3 separate regions of the Mus musculus genome follow, and all the other regions are linked to region 1. Evidence: chromatin contacts called from public Hi-C data. All regions are on one chromosome and are shown on one strand. The core of a region is the stretch at or near the end of the contact, and the rest is flanking DNA. Distances in the headings are between cores, read along the strand shown.

Evidence for each region. A called contact is a pair of places that touch in the nucleus more often than the background predicts.
Region 2: a Hi-C map of the N1E-115 cell line shows a contact between it and region 1, with 6 times the contacts expected there. The contact joins two enhancer-like sites. A contact is called at or near these places in 2 of 39 promoter capture datasets (the C10 cell line and the HPC-7 cell line), 3 of 15 datasets of contacts at CTCF or cohesin (CD8 T cells, large pre-B cells and pro-B cells), 37 of 484 Hi-C or Micro-C datasets (the 63-12 cell line, B cells, the Ba/F3 cell line and 20 more), 12 of 115 datasets of contacts at active chromatin or transcription factors (the 230-238 cell line, CD8 T cells, the SCID.adh cell line and 8 more) and 3 of 9 other capture datasets (liver, macrophages and pancreatic islet).
Region 3: a Hi-C map of the N1E-115 cell line shows a contact between it and region 1, with 2.1 times the contacts expected there. The contact joins two enhancer-like sites. A contact is called at or near these places in 3 of 39 promoter capture datasets (the C10 cell line, the HPC-7 cell line and pre-B cells), 1 of 15 datasets of contacts at CTCF or cohesin (CD8 T cells), 5 of 484 Hi-C or Micro-C datasets (the N1E-115 cell line, bone marrow-derived macrophages, embryonic stem cells and 2 more), 7 of 115 datasets of contacts at active chromatin or transcription factors (the 230-238 cell line, CD8 T cells, the SCID.adh cell line and 4 more) and 3 of 9 other capture datasets (liver, macrophages and pancreatic islet).

What each region holds. Positions count from the first base shown.
Region 1 is chr11:34,703,077-34,707,489 of GRCm38.p6, forward strand. It overlaps Dock2 (dedicator of cyto-kinesis 2), which reads right to left. Exons shown (of 52, transcript NM_033374.3): 11 at 4,212-4,287; 12 at 3,361-3,437; 13 at 2,694-2,819; 14 at 1,509-1,633. The region is part of intron 2 of Gm51858 (a long non-coding RNA gene); the gene reads left to right. Among named protein-coding and RNA genes, the nearest start is that of Gm51858, 10 kb to the left of the region's middle. Within about 2 kb of position 2,180, at least 3 of the 459 cell types and tissues checked have an H3K27ac peak or open chromatin away from gene starts, as enhancers often do. A contact at or near this core is called in the N1E-115 cell line, where this site is marked.
Region 2 is chr11:34,793,576-34,797,988 of GRCm38.p6, forward strand. No RefSeq gene overlaps it. Among named protein-coding and RNA genes, the nearest start is that of Dock2, 12 kb to the left of the region's middle. Within about 2 kb of position 1,971, at least 6 of the 459 cell types and tissues checked have an H3K27ac peak or open chromatin away from gene starts, as enhancers often do. A contact at or near this core is called in the N1E-115 cell line, where this site is marked.
Region 3 is chr11:34,774,639-34,779,051 of GRCm38.p6, forward strand. The region is part of intron 1 of Dock2 (dedicator of cyto-kinesis 2); the gene reads right to left. Among named protein-coding and RNA genes, the nearest start is that of Dock2, 7.1 kb to the right of the region's middle. Within about 2 kb of position 2,358, at least 35 of the 459 cell types and tissues checked have an H3K27ac peak or open chromatin away from gene starts, as enhancers often do. A contact at or near this core is called in the N1E-115 cell line, where this site is marked.

The sequences.
Region 1 (4,413 bases), core at 930-3,429:
ACAATGGCAGACAGAAGAAGAGATCAGACACAAGGCAAGGTGTCAGTTTGCCTGTTAACTGTCCCTTCTGATTTGTCCTTTGCCTGAGTGGAAGTCAAGTGATACCAATATCTTAGTGATGAGGCTGAGGTTTAAAAGATCTCTGGGAAGGTAACTGGACAAAAATGACTGATCCATACATTCCCAAAATGAAAGTTTCCCTTTCAGATAAGAGCCTCCTGTCTTCCTTCCCCTGTGTTCTTTCAAGCCAAGTGTGTCTCGCTCGTTTTATTTTTCAGAAAAGTATTAGCATCCAACAAAAGAGGTTTTGCTAGGGTTTTGCTCATCAGCAATTAATTAACCACAGTGGTTTTAAGAATGAAAAGACAGTTGTAAAACCTTTTTTACATTTAAAACCGATAGAGTCTTCCCAGGGTTTTGTTGAAGCTGCCAGCAGCCTCAATTTGAAACTGGCAATATGTTGGAGAATCTTCTTAAGGTTACAGGCACTGTGGTGAGGAGGCTGAGTCAATCCCCATCTCTGCCACTGTGAACTGCAGGACCTAAGACCTGTTTTACTCCGCCGGAACTTCTATTCTCCCTTTGTGAACTTCCAGTGATAACAAACAGGGTGCCACTACCCAGCCTGACATGGGGACTATTATCTTCAGGGTGCTAGTCACTTTTAGACAGAAGGTGATAGATACATTGTGGCAGGCCTGAGCTCCGGGCTGTAGGGCTAGGGCTGGTGGCTCCCCCTTCTGCACCCCTCCCCCTGCTATCTGACTCCCTATAGGTGTCCTAGGAGGAATGTTTGCCCACGCTGTAACTTCTGCTGAGAGCCGATCTCATGATCTCATTTTCAGCTAAATATTCAGAGAGGAAGAATTCAGAAGCAAACCCTCCCACACACTGGACACAAGTGCTGACAACCTTAAAGGAAACATAAGCAAATAGATATAAACACACATGACAACGATTGCACAGGACATATGCTCTGTAAATAGAACCATGTGCTTTGCCTTTTTGAATGCATGCTGCTAACCCTCTGGAGACCAATTTGCGAATAAGACTTTCCACCTAGATTTCTGGGTGAGCGCTGCGGAGTTGGATTTAGTGCTGAGGATGTCTGCTTTGAAGACATTCTGAACCTCCACACCAGCCCAGGGCTCTGTATTGATCTTTACCATGGATTTTGCCTGAATTAAACTAGCTTGGGCTTCAATGAAAACAACATTTTTAACTACAAAAAAAGATAACCTATAAACAAGAGTGGGCACACATACACACACACTTATACACATACACACAGACACAGATTAGGAAAGTATACATTGAAGAATGCTTAGGTAAAAAGACTAATTAACATAGGTTCTAATTAGACCCTAGAACAAGGTATTAAGCAAGCTACACAGTATAGATCATGTGTTTCAATGTCTTCCCCAAAACTCTGATCCTTCAGAGAGCAGATAATTATGATCAGTCCCTCAGCCCCGGGTCCTGTCACTCAGCACTCTGGAGTCCCTTACAGGTAGCACTTTGCCATCCTCTGTGCACACACACATGATCACTTCCACGTTCCGCTGTGTGGTCTTGGTGTACTTGTCAAAGTCACCTTGTAAGAGAGTGATGTAGATGTCGTTCCTGACATCCCCTAAGGATGGAGAGAAGACCAGAGTTAGAGTCAGGCACTAACCACAGAGGTGGAGGGGACAGGGAGAAGCAGGAAGGACCATTAATAAAATGAAAATCCGAGCAGTTTAGAAAGGGCATTTTTTTTAACCTGACAGGAGGGATGGAGATGTAAGTAGCAAGGGAGGGTCGGAATGCTGGAAAAATCAGCAGCAGAAAGCCAGGTGGGGTGCTCAAAACTGGCCATGTTTTCTCTGTTCAAACCATTGCATTTCCATCCTCTAGTGACACCTTCTGGGAAGGTAAAGGAAAGCACCAAGCGAAATGAGCTTGGCCCTCAACCACGGATAGGCCTTTTTGTTGCACAAAAGTAGGGTTGAGGGATTTCCCATGAATCCTAGAGTCTAAGGGTGAAGGGCCAGGAGCACAGGTTGAGTGAGCTCCCGAAGGGAGTGAACAGCAGACATTGAGATCTCAAGTAAAGCAGATATCATTAAATCACAGTACAGGCCCCACCCTGGACCACCACCACTTAGCTACAGGAGAGAAAAGGATGAGTCAGAGGGCGTGTCATTACACAATCTGCCTCATGAAAAGCCTCAAGCATGTCTTGAATGCACTAATAGGCATGGTTAGTTAATAGGAGAGGCACAGAGAGACTTGCGGGGACTTCTGAATACCTTGTATGGCGTTTGGACATGTTACTGTAAGCATGGGTCCTTCAGACTATAAAATATGCTCTAAAAGCTGGAGAGTAGCACCACTCCGCCCCCCCCCCCCCGAGTAAAATGGGATCTTGGTATGAATAGTAAAACAGAGATGCCACCCGTGAGCTTCTGACTGACAAAGCAAGTTGCAGAGCTCCAAAAATGCTTATTAAAGTAGCGGTGCCTATAAAGAAGGACTGGGAGAAAGGGGATCTATGTTACTGTATGGGAAAACATGGTTTGCAGTGGTTTTGTTCAGGTAGAGGAATAAAGTAAAGGGAGTTGACTCTTAGGAAATTATGAACTACACAGCTGGACTCCTCAGCCCTGCTCATGGCCCTGCCCTTGAGGAAGGTCACTGCAGCTGTGTCCCACCTGGCATGATGATCTCTGGGAAGCCCAGCTTTCGGGCTACCACAGTGGTCCTGTCCACCAAGTGTGGGTAGTCTTTACGGATCTGAATGATGTCCCCCACCAGCATCTTCATGGTCACCCAAAGGCCTGGAAGGGAACACATGAACATTCAGCTTCTGTCTCTCTGTCTCTCTGTCTCTGTCTCTCTTCCTCCTCCTCCTCCTCTTCCTCCTCCTCTTCCTCCTCTTTCTCCTCCCCCTCCCCAATTTCCTCTCCTCCATCTCTCCTATAGGAGACTACTGAAATAACAGATACATTCACAGATGCAACAGGCCAACCCCAGGGGCTCTGGGCAACGTTCACTTATAGCTGGGTCAGCCTCTGACAGTTATTACAATCTCTGCACCCGAGTCTCCTAAAGCAGAGAGGATACCAGCTCATGTATCCCAGGACTTGGGTAAGGATGAAACCACTTGTAACTTAAAGGGCAGCACACAGGAGAGAGCAACTCCTCACTGTCACTTATGAAAGGAATGCCCATCCCATGCTTCCATGGGTGGTCTACAGACCACATGCTTCCCACTGTACTGTCTAGTCCAGGACTTGGACCCATTTACTGATGTCGCAGAGGCTCCTGAGCTGCAGCAAGTTTATCGTACTTGGACTCTGTATGATGGTGACTCCATACCTTGCCCTCCACTGTCTCCCTTGGAAGCTATGACTTTGCCCAGAAGGCTGTGAAGGAAATCGTTCTCAGCTGAGACCCTAGGAAGGAAAAGAGAGCACAAATGTTCCTGCTTTGCCCGATGGGAAGCTCCATCTTGTGTCCTAGATTTCCACATGGGAGATATCTAGCACCACTTAGGTGCAAAGTGAGCCTTCCATGTCAGCTCAGAGAAAGCAACACCCTCTTCACAAACAGTATGGCTCTGCGATTTGAGGCAACCAATGACTGCCACAGTCGTAGGCATTCATGTGACAGGAGAGATCGCTACGGCTCTGACATGAATGTCTTCTCTGGAAGGTAACAAGGACTTCAGTAGCTCCGGAAGACCTAGTCACTCACCTTTGGCTAGAGTCACTGGCTCCATTACCTGGAGATCTTTGTGGTGCTCAATCTTGACACTGCTCTCAACATGGGTCATTTTCAAGCAAAAAAAAAATTATAATTACCTCCTTGGTTGCCCCTGCTTCTCATGTCACAAATATATATGTGGCTTCCACAAAGGGCTCCCAATAGGCTGCTCCTTCACACTCTGTGGTCCCTGCTACACTTGTAATTAATGCCTTAAGCTTTGGTTGATTATCTGCTTAATTACCCATCTGAAGTATAAGCAGGGTCACATTGACCTTGTCTACTACTTCACCCCTGAGCCTGGCACTCTTCCTCTGGCTGCAGTAGAAGTTTCTGGATCATTAGCATGTCAGGGTGCCCTCTTTGGAGGCCCACCTACCCCCTTACTAAGAGGAGGAACAAGTTCACCCAGGGCAGCAGTAAGAGTAGGGTGGACAGCCTGGAGCCACACGGGAGTGACTTACGGGTGAAATGGAATAAAATGTTGCTTCTCTTCGTCGCTCTCTGCCTTGCCCTTGATGATGTCGGTGATGTCCATAACTAGAAAGACAGAGGAAGTGAACGGATGTTAGTTCAGCCAGGCAGGGGTGAAGAGAAGAGTGGATCATAAAACAGGAGAGAAGGGAAGCAACATGGGGCAGGGCTAGGGTACAGAAGAAGGCAAAG
Region 2 (4,413 bases), core at 721-3,220, 90 kb after region 1:
AGTCTGGCTCACATAGTAAGTTACAGACCAGACCAGGGACTGTGAGAACCTGTCTAAAAAGATTGAAAGAGGAAAATAAAATCGTGTGTGTGTGAGTGTGTGTGTTTGGCTGCATGTGTGTATATGCACTACAAGTGTGCCTAGTGCCCAAGGAATTCAGAGGAAGACATCAGGTCTCCTTGACATCCAGGAACTGGAGTTGAGGATGGTTGTGAGCCACCTCAGGGGTGCTGGGAACTGAACTCGAGTCCTCTGCAAGAGCAACAAGTGCTCTTAACTGCTGAGCCAGGTCTCCAGACTCCTCATTTTTATTTATATGAATATCTGTGTGAGTGAATGCCATGTATCTGTGTGGGGTACTCAGAGAAACCCAAGGAGGTCACTGGATTCTCTGGAGGTGGGGTTATAGGCAGTTGTGAGCCTATGTGTTGGAGCTGGGAACAAAACTCAAGTTCTCTGGAAGAACGGCAAGTGTACTTAACTTCGGAGTCATCTCTCTCGCCCTGCCATGCTTTTCTTTCTAAAGTACTACCCGAAATCACATGAAGACTAAATCCTTTAACAAATTTCTACTGAGATACCCAGGCCTCTCTGTAGTGTGTACTGACCAGCAATAAATCCTACTTTTTCTATGATTGGCATATTCCAGGTGGGCTTTGTGTAGAGAACAGTGCCAAATGTCACTGGAAGACTGTGGACAGTTCTACTGACACCATCTCTGAAATGTGTCTTTATTTAATTATTGCACCCCACCACCTTAGACCCATCCAGAGTCAGCAGTCCCTGGATGCGGACTTTAACTGTTCTTATCTTGTCTACTCTTGAGCTATAAGGTGTATTTTCCAATGATAAAAGTAATGTCGGGCAGTGGTGGCACATGCCTTTAGTCCCAGCACTTGGGGGGCAGAGACAGGCAGATTTCTGAGTTTGAGACCAGCCTGGTCTACAGAGTGAGTTCCAGGACAGCCAGGGCTCCACAGAGAAACCCTGTCTTGAAAAACAAACAAACAATAATGCTTATTTATTACTTTGCCTTTTGAGTTATCCATGGTCCAAAAAAATATTAAATAGAAAATTCAGAACTATACAATCTGCAGGAGCAATATAATTTCTTTTAAAAAAGCAATTACAATAGCTCCCCACTCCTTTACCTGACATAAGACCCCCAGATGAAAACCTGACGTTGCGCTCTCTGTGTGCTCTTTCCTGTTTCCTGTCGTGATAAAAAAAGAGGCCCAGAGTCAATGTGGCTTCCCACACCTTCTCCCTTGGTGCCTCCATTACATTTCATTAGTATTCTGGGACCATTAGGAAGTAAACCAAGGGTTACCTGAACACGAGTACTGTAGTGTTACAACACTAATCTGATACCCAAGATTGCTACTGAGTGACTTGCTGGTAGACTGTGTACCCAGTGTAGATACGCTGTACAGTAGGACAACACACAGCCCACTTGGGACGATAAGCTAAAATAAGCTAACCCATAATCTCAGCATGCTACTCAAAAACAACAGCACACAACTGACAGTCTACAGATTGCAGTTTCTATTTCATAGTTTTGGACCATGGGTAACTCAGAGTGAAGTAATAAATTAAGAAGCACTCTTTTTATCATTGGAAAATATACTTCATAGCTCAATAGTTGATGTGATAAGAACAGTTAAAGGTGTCAAGCTATAGCCAGACAACCCAAATAAAGTCAGATAAGACAAGATCAAAATCTATTTCATTTTTGCATGCCAGTGATACCTTCCTCTGTACCCTTTGGAGAAAATTGCTGTGGGTTATCTCTTTTGCCTTTATAACCTGTTTGACCTTCAGACTTTAAATCCTGAAGGTTAAGCTTAAAGAAATACTACAGATTATCTCCTACTAAAAATGCTCACTCGGAATGAGAAATGTTACTGATTTTTTTTTAATGTTGATACCATTAACGTAGACATGATGAGATTTTCGTTTGCCTTTAATGTAAAAGTGTCTCAGACTGACCCAGAAATTGTGACAATCTTCCTGTTCTCCATATTCTGAAGTGCTGAGTTGACAGGCTCAGCATTTAGATGGGTCCCAAATCCAAACAGAAAATACATTCATATTCCATATACACACAATTTCAGGGTAACACTATACAGCTTATATGTTCAGTATGTACAGTATATATGTCTAGTATGTACAGTGTATGTTTAGTATGTGCAGTATATATGTTTAGTATGTGCAGTATATATGTTTAGTGTATACAGTATATATGTTTAGTATGTGCAGTATATATGTTTAGTGTGTGCAATATATGTTTAGTATGTGCAGTATATATGTTTAATATGTACAGTATATGTTTAGTATGTACAGTATATATGTTTAGTATGTACAGTTTAGTATATGTGTTTAGTATGCTTGGATTCTGCTGCTTGTTGTCAGTTGTGGACTTCCAACTTGTTCCTGTATCAACATCCAAAGTTTTACATTTTGGATTATTTACTTGGGGGTTAAACTATCTGATTAAGGATGTTCAGCATGTCCAGTAGATTACTTGCTCTCAGCTTGGAGTGTTGCCATGTAGTTACCCCCTCACTCCTCTGCCTGGCTTTGCACAGGGTCAGGGAGTGAAAGAGTTGGCCAGCTGCAACTGGACTTATTTCTCTTTCCTTCACATAACAATGGTTTTAGTGATCTTTGCCTATTCGTGAAAATCTAGGGCATGGTTTCCAAGGTTCTCTGTTAAAGGGCGCCCCCCTCTGTCAGTGTATCAAAGTACAGTCTTTAATAAATAATTTTCCTTGACAGTGGTGGGGACCTTGAGACGTTCTGAGGTTCAGCGTCCCCTCTTGTCTTGGTCCTCTGTTCCCAAAGCTATTGGGATGCAGATAAATCTCTGGCCATGCAGATCACTTGGGCAGAACTATGGACTGAGTGCCTCCTTCATTTGCTGAAGTCTTAACCCCCAACCAATAGCATTAGGGAGTGGGACCTTCAGATGGAATCTCCTGAATGGAACTAGTGACTATGAAGAGCTTTGAGTTAGCTAGCTCTCTCTATCTCTGTATGTCTCTCTGTCTCTGTCTCTCTCTTTTTCTTTTCCTTTCTCTCTCTCTCTCTCTCTCTCTCTCTCTCAATCTGTAAAGCCATGGTATTGGCTTGAAATCTTCTTTTAAAAACTTATTTTATATATAAGGGTATTTTGTCTGTGCACCACATGCATGCCTGCAGGGTACCTGCAAAGGCCAGAAGCAGGTGTCAGGTCCCCTCAGAGATGGAATTACAGATGGTTTTGAGCTACTATATGGGTGCGGGGAATTGCACCCTGGTCCTAACCTGCTCTAAACCACCAAGCCTTCTCTCCACACAAGACCTTTCTTTTGAAATGCAGGTATTCGTGGTTGTTGGTTTCCCCTGGAGCATTTTCGATTTGCTATAGCTCATAGTTTTACTATTTTCTCTTTCATTCATCTTAAAGTGTTTAAAAATTCTTCTTTAAATCACTTCTCCAAGGCCCCAAGGCCTGACGCTATTACTGATGCTATGGTGTGCTTACAAACAGGGGCCTATCATGACTGCCCAGTGAGCAGCTGAAAAAATCAAATGTAGATGTTTATACCCAACCAATGGACAGAAGCTGGTGACCCCTGTGGTTGAATTACAGAAAAGCTGGAAGAAGCTGAGGAGGAGGGTGGACCTATACGAAGACCAGCAGTCTCAAGTAACCTGGACCTCAGGACCTCTCAGACACTGAGCCACCAACCAGGCAGCACACACCAGCTGATATGAGGCCCCCAACACATATACAGCAGAGGACTGCTGGGTCTGGACTCAGTCAGAGAAGATGCACCTAACTCTTGAGAGACTTGAGGCCCCAGGGAGTGGAAGGTGTGGTGGGGGTGGAGATGGGAGCATCCTCTTGGAGATGAGGGTTGGGGGGAGAGGAGATATGGGATGTGGAACAGTCAGAGGGTGGACCGGGATGGGGATAAAGTCTGAACTATAAAAGTTTATATAATAATAATAGTAATAATGATAAAAAGCACTTCCCCAGTGACTCCTTCCTTGATTCAGTGGTTGGTGTCTCTTGTTTTATTGTTTTATTTCTACATGAAGCAGCTAGAGGTTGACTCACCTGATTTTAAGTGCCAACATTCATCTGATCGGTTTCTTCCTGATTCACCTGCTGTAGTGAGCCCTCTGTCACTCTTGAGAGGTTCAGGAAGGCAGAGTCTGCTCTCTACAAGTCCTTGTCAGGTAACTGGCTGATTGTGTGGGATAGATGGACTTTAGTATCTGTGGCCCTCTCTAGCATTCTTCTCAGCTGTTGCTGGGACTATATCTCTACCTAAGAAAGACTGTGACTATGTACCTATGTAAGACTCTGGGGAGCCTTAGCTTACAGGGTGAACCACATGGACCTGGGGTTGATGCAAAAAGCAA
Region 3 (4,413 bases), core at 1,108-3,607, 72 kb after region 1:
GTCCAAGCATACTTTGGCATGCAGAGCCTTGGCTACATCCACTGTGGCAGTTTACAGAGTGGTCACCAAGTCTACTGTCTCCCTAGCATTACCGAGCTTGCCCAGATGGGGGTGACTGACATAACACAGACCGCACATATGCATCCTTTCTGGAAAGATGGGCCTGCAGCTTCAGCTGAACTCTCAAGGGACCCACTGTTAAACAATTAGATTCTCTGCCCTCCCATTTTCCTATTGTGCTTGGGCTGGGTGGACAAAGAATGAATTCCCAGTGGAGCTCTGTGCTCAAACAGAGGACCATCTACTGGGAAAGACACTATATGCTTATTAAATCAGACATGATGTGCCCCCCCCCAAGCTAGTGGATTGGAAATGTAAATCCCAAGTCCTTTCACTAGGATTTGATGATGTCATGAGTGTAGACCCCAGGGTGTCATGAGTTACTTTAGAGAAAATGAAGACTTAAGTCGGTGCACATGTGAGGCCGAGCATGTGGTGCCCTCCACCATGTTTGTAAGCTGCAAGAACCCTCAGCAAACTCTGAGAAGATGCCCCTGCCAAATTCTCAGACTTCCCAGTCTCCAAAACCATGAGCTAAATCAACTTCTATTCTGTTTGTTTGTTTGTTTGTTTGTTTTGTTGTTGTTGTTGTTGTTTCAAGACAGGGTTTCTCTGTATAGCCCTGGCTACTCACTTTGTAAACCAGGCTGGCCTCAAACTCAGAAATCTGCCTGCCCCTGCCCCTGCCCCTGCCTCTGCCTCTGCCTCCCGAGTGCAGGGATTAAAGGTGTGGGCTCAACTTCTATTCTTAAACAATTACCCATTCTGTGGTGTTCCGTTATAGCAATAGGAAGTGGACCATGGTGCCTGTGTGAAAAGTAACAAGACAGAGGGCTGAGGTGTGACTTCAAAAGACCCAAAAATGGGCTAGAAACATCTCTCAGCTTCCTCACCTGGAAAGGTAAACACATCCTCCTCCAGGCTACTGGTGAGGTTTGGACACAGAAACACAAATCGGTCTAAATGCATCATGGAAGGGTGAGGCAATTCACTGTTTAAAGGGAGGCTGGTGACAACTTAGATCAAGACCGAGTAGACAGATCCCACAGCTGGCTCTTCCAGCTTTTCATGTCAGAAGCCTTAGGACCACCCCTGACACCTCTGTCTCTCACACCCACTTGCCCCACCTACACTGTGATGTCCAGAGTGAGGTCTGTGTCGTTCACCTGCAGCCACCCTTAAGGGTGAGGCCACCGCCACCTCGGATCTAGGTCACTGCAGCAGCTGTGTCACCAGCCTCTCTGCTATGACACTTAACTCCCTTTTCACATCCCATGAAACTGCCAGCCCGAGTATAAGATGTGCTATTTCACTACTCTGCCCCAACCCCTGAAATACTTCATCCCACTTTTCCATCAAAAATAACATCTCCACAATACACAGAAGTCATTACTCCCTATGACCACCTCCCACACAGTCCATTCTTACACTTCCACCTCTAATCCAGCCACCCGGCCTCCCACACAGCAGAGGGACTTCCTCCTTGAGACTTTTATTTGCATTGCCTCTGCTTTACAATCAGAATATTCTTCCCTTAGGAAACTCCCTTACTGCTGCAGCCAGTGAAGGGAGAACAAAATCTCACTTGGCAGGTGTGGTGGTTGGAATGAGAATGGACCCTGGAGGTTCATATATTTGAATGATTGGTGCCCAGTTGGTGGGACTGTATGGAAAGGATCAGGAGTTATGGCCCTGTTGGAGGAGGTGTGTCACCAGGAGTGCGCACTGAGGTTTCAAAGGCCCATACCAATCCCAGATAGCTCTCCCTCCTCTCTCTCTCTTTTTCGGTGCCTCTCTGCCTCTGTCTCTCTGTCTCTGTCTCTGTCTCTGTCTCTCTCTCTCCCTCTCTGCCTCCAACTTTATAGATCAGGATGCAAACTCTTAGCTGCAGCCCCAACACCATGCCTGCCTGCCTTCTGCCATGCTCCTTGCTTTGCAAACATGGATTCTAATCCTCTGGACCCACTACCCCCAAATTAATTGTATTCTTTTATAAGTCATTTTGGTCATAATGTCTCTTCAGAGCAACAGAAAAGAAAACAGACACCAGGTGAACCCACAGCATTTGGCTGAAACCAGTGGTTCCACTATGTAGTGGCTGATCACGCCAGTGAGGGTGTCTCAGGGTCTGCCCCACCACAAGTCACCCTCTGCATTCCACCCTCCACCTTCATGTTACAATGAAACTAGAACCCTATCTTTCTTTCCTATAGTGTGACCCATGACCTAACATCGCCATGTATTGTTAGAACTCTGAATTCTCCGAGCAGTTGCTAGAGAGACATTTGTGACGGTATCTCTATCCATATGTTAGTCACATCCTGCTCCTCCAGGATCAGTTTCTGCCACTGTGAATTTAAACCAGTGTGGAATCTGCCTCATCCTTGTTGGGGCAGAGAGACAAAGGATGTGCTTCTCTGAGAACAAAATAAGCAGGACATCTTCAGCAGCTCAGTGACTCAGCCTGACTGCTCTTCAACTCACACCAATTATAGGAGGGAAGGAGTGAGGCAGGGAGGGAGGCAGAGAGGGAGGGAGGGAGGGAGGGAGGGAGGGAGGGAGGGAGGGAGGGAGGAAGAGAGGGAAGGAGGGAGGGAGGAAGAGAGGGAAGGAGGGAGGGAGGGAGGAAAAGAGAGAGGGAGGGAGGAAAAGAGGGAGGGAGGAAAGGAGGGAGAGAAAAAGAGGGAGGGAGGGAAGGAGGGAGGAAAGGAGGGAGGGAGGAAAGGAGGGAGAGAAAAAGAGGGAGGGAGGGAAGGAAAGAGGGAGGAATGGAAGGAGGGAGGAAGTGCCTATTAGAGGTGACATTTGAGGTGTCTCTACCCAGATCCCTCTAGGGTTGGGTGCCAATGGCAAACAGCATCACCCCCATTTGTTCAATATATGCTGCAGAATACAAACTGTGACACTCATGCATTATGGACAATTAAAGATCAGCAAGCTTTAAAAGAAGCAGCCAATCCGGACACCCAGAAATGAGCAGAACATTCTAGCACCACACTTCCTGTCTCAAAAGACAGCAAATTCATGAGGCTCAGGAAATAGCTGAGTTTGGAAAATGCATCTTTCAGCCAAAGCTCCTTCAGACCTAGACATGATGGTCGGAACCAAGCCAGACATTGACTCATGAGATTCCCATATAACTGGGACTCTTTAGGTCTTTAGGTCTTTACATGGGCATAACCGACCAACCCACCGGGTATTGTCTAAATGACCCCAAGTTGCTGACACATCACAAAGGAAGAGGCCAGGCACCAAAAAACTAGCATTGGGAGGAAACGAAGCTTTCAATCCCTGTGCTTTTGTTGCACCAGATGAACATCTTGAGGCAGGTCCAAAGACACAGTTAGCCCCTGGTCCAAAGACAGGTGTCCTAGGATGCCCCCAAGTATTTCCTTTAGAATCCTGTTCCCACTGCTCAGGGACCTGCAGATGATCCATGATAAGACTCTTCTCGGTGATATGCTCATCCATGGATAAGTGTCCATTTATTTTGGCAGTTTCTAACTGTCTGCTTGCTGATCGACTCACAAGGTCCCTTTGTCTTCATTACCAGACTATAAGCTCCCAAAGGGTAAGACCCATTTAGGGCTAATTCTAGCAGCCTTGGTGACTAACACTATGCCTGGGACTTGGGAGATGACCAACAACTTTGTAAGAAATAAGGGAAGAATGAACTAGTGGGCAAGCAAATGAGTAAAAAGAGTTGTTTGTTGCCTTGATGACTAAAGCAGTGGAGTCAGTTCCTCTAAAGAAGTGTTCACTCTCACTATTAGGGAAGCATACTGCACGGATGCCACCCATGCAGAGGGCATGCTCCTCTCCACGGAGCTCCAGCTAGACGAGTACTGTGACAAGTCATGTGACCCAACTATAGCCCTAGTAAACTGAACTAGGCCAGGACAACACTCCTAGTAGAGTAGAACCTGTATGTAGGTTGGCAGTGACTTGGGTGGTCTTTTTAAAAATCAAAATATTCATTAGAAAGTATTTATATTCTTTTTTTTGCTGCTTTGATTTTATAAAAGGGTTTTGTTTCTGTAAAATACAGACTTCAAAATAAATTCTTTGAGTTCCCAAGTATGATAGTAACCATTTAATAAGATAATAACCATTTCTTGTGCTAGTATAAGATTTGTTTTTTTTTCATTTTTTAAAATTAAAATAGAATTACATTATTTTCCCCTTCCCTTTCCTCTTCAATCCCCACCCCCATCCCCCGCATACAAATCTCCTTGCTCCTTCTCAAAATTGTGACCTGTTTTATGGGTGGTTATCTTGAATTGGGTAAATTGGGTCCCCACTCTGGATCTTCCCTCTTGCAACACAGACGGTTCTATGGTTGACTGAAACCAT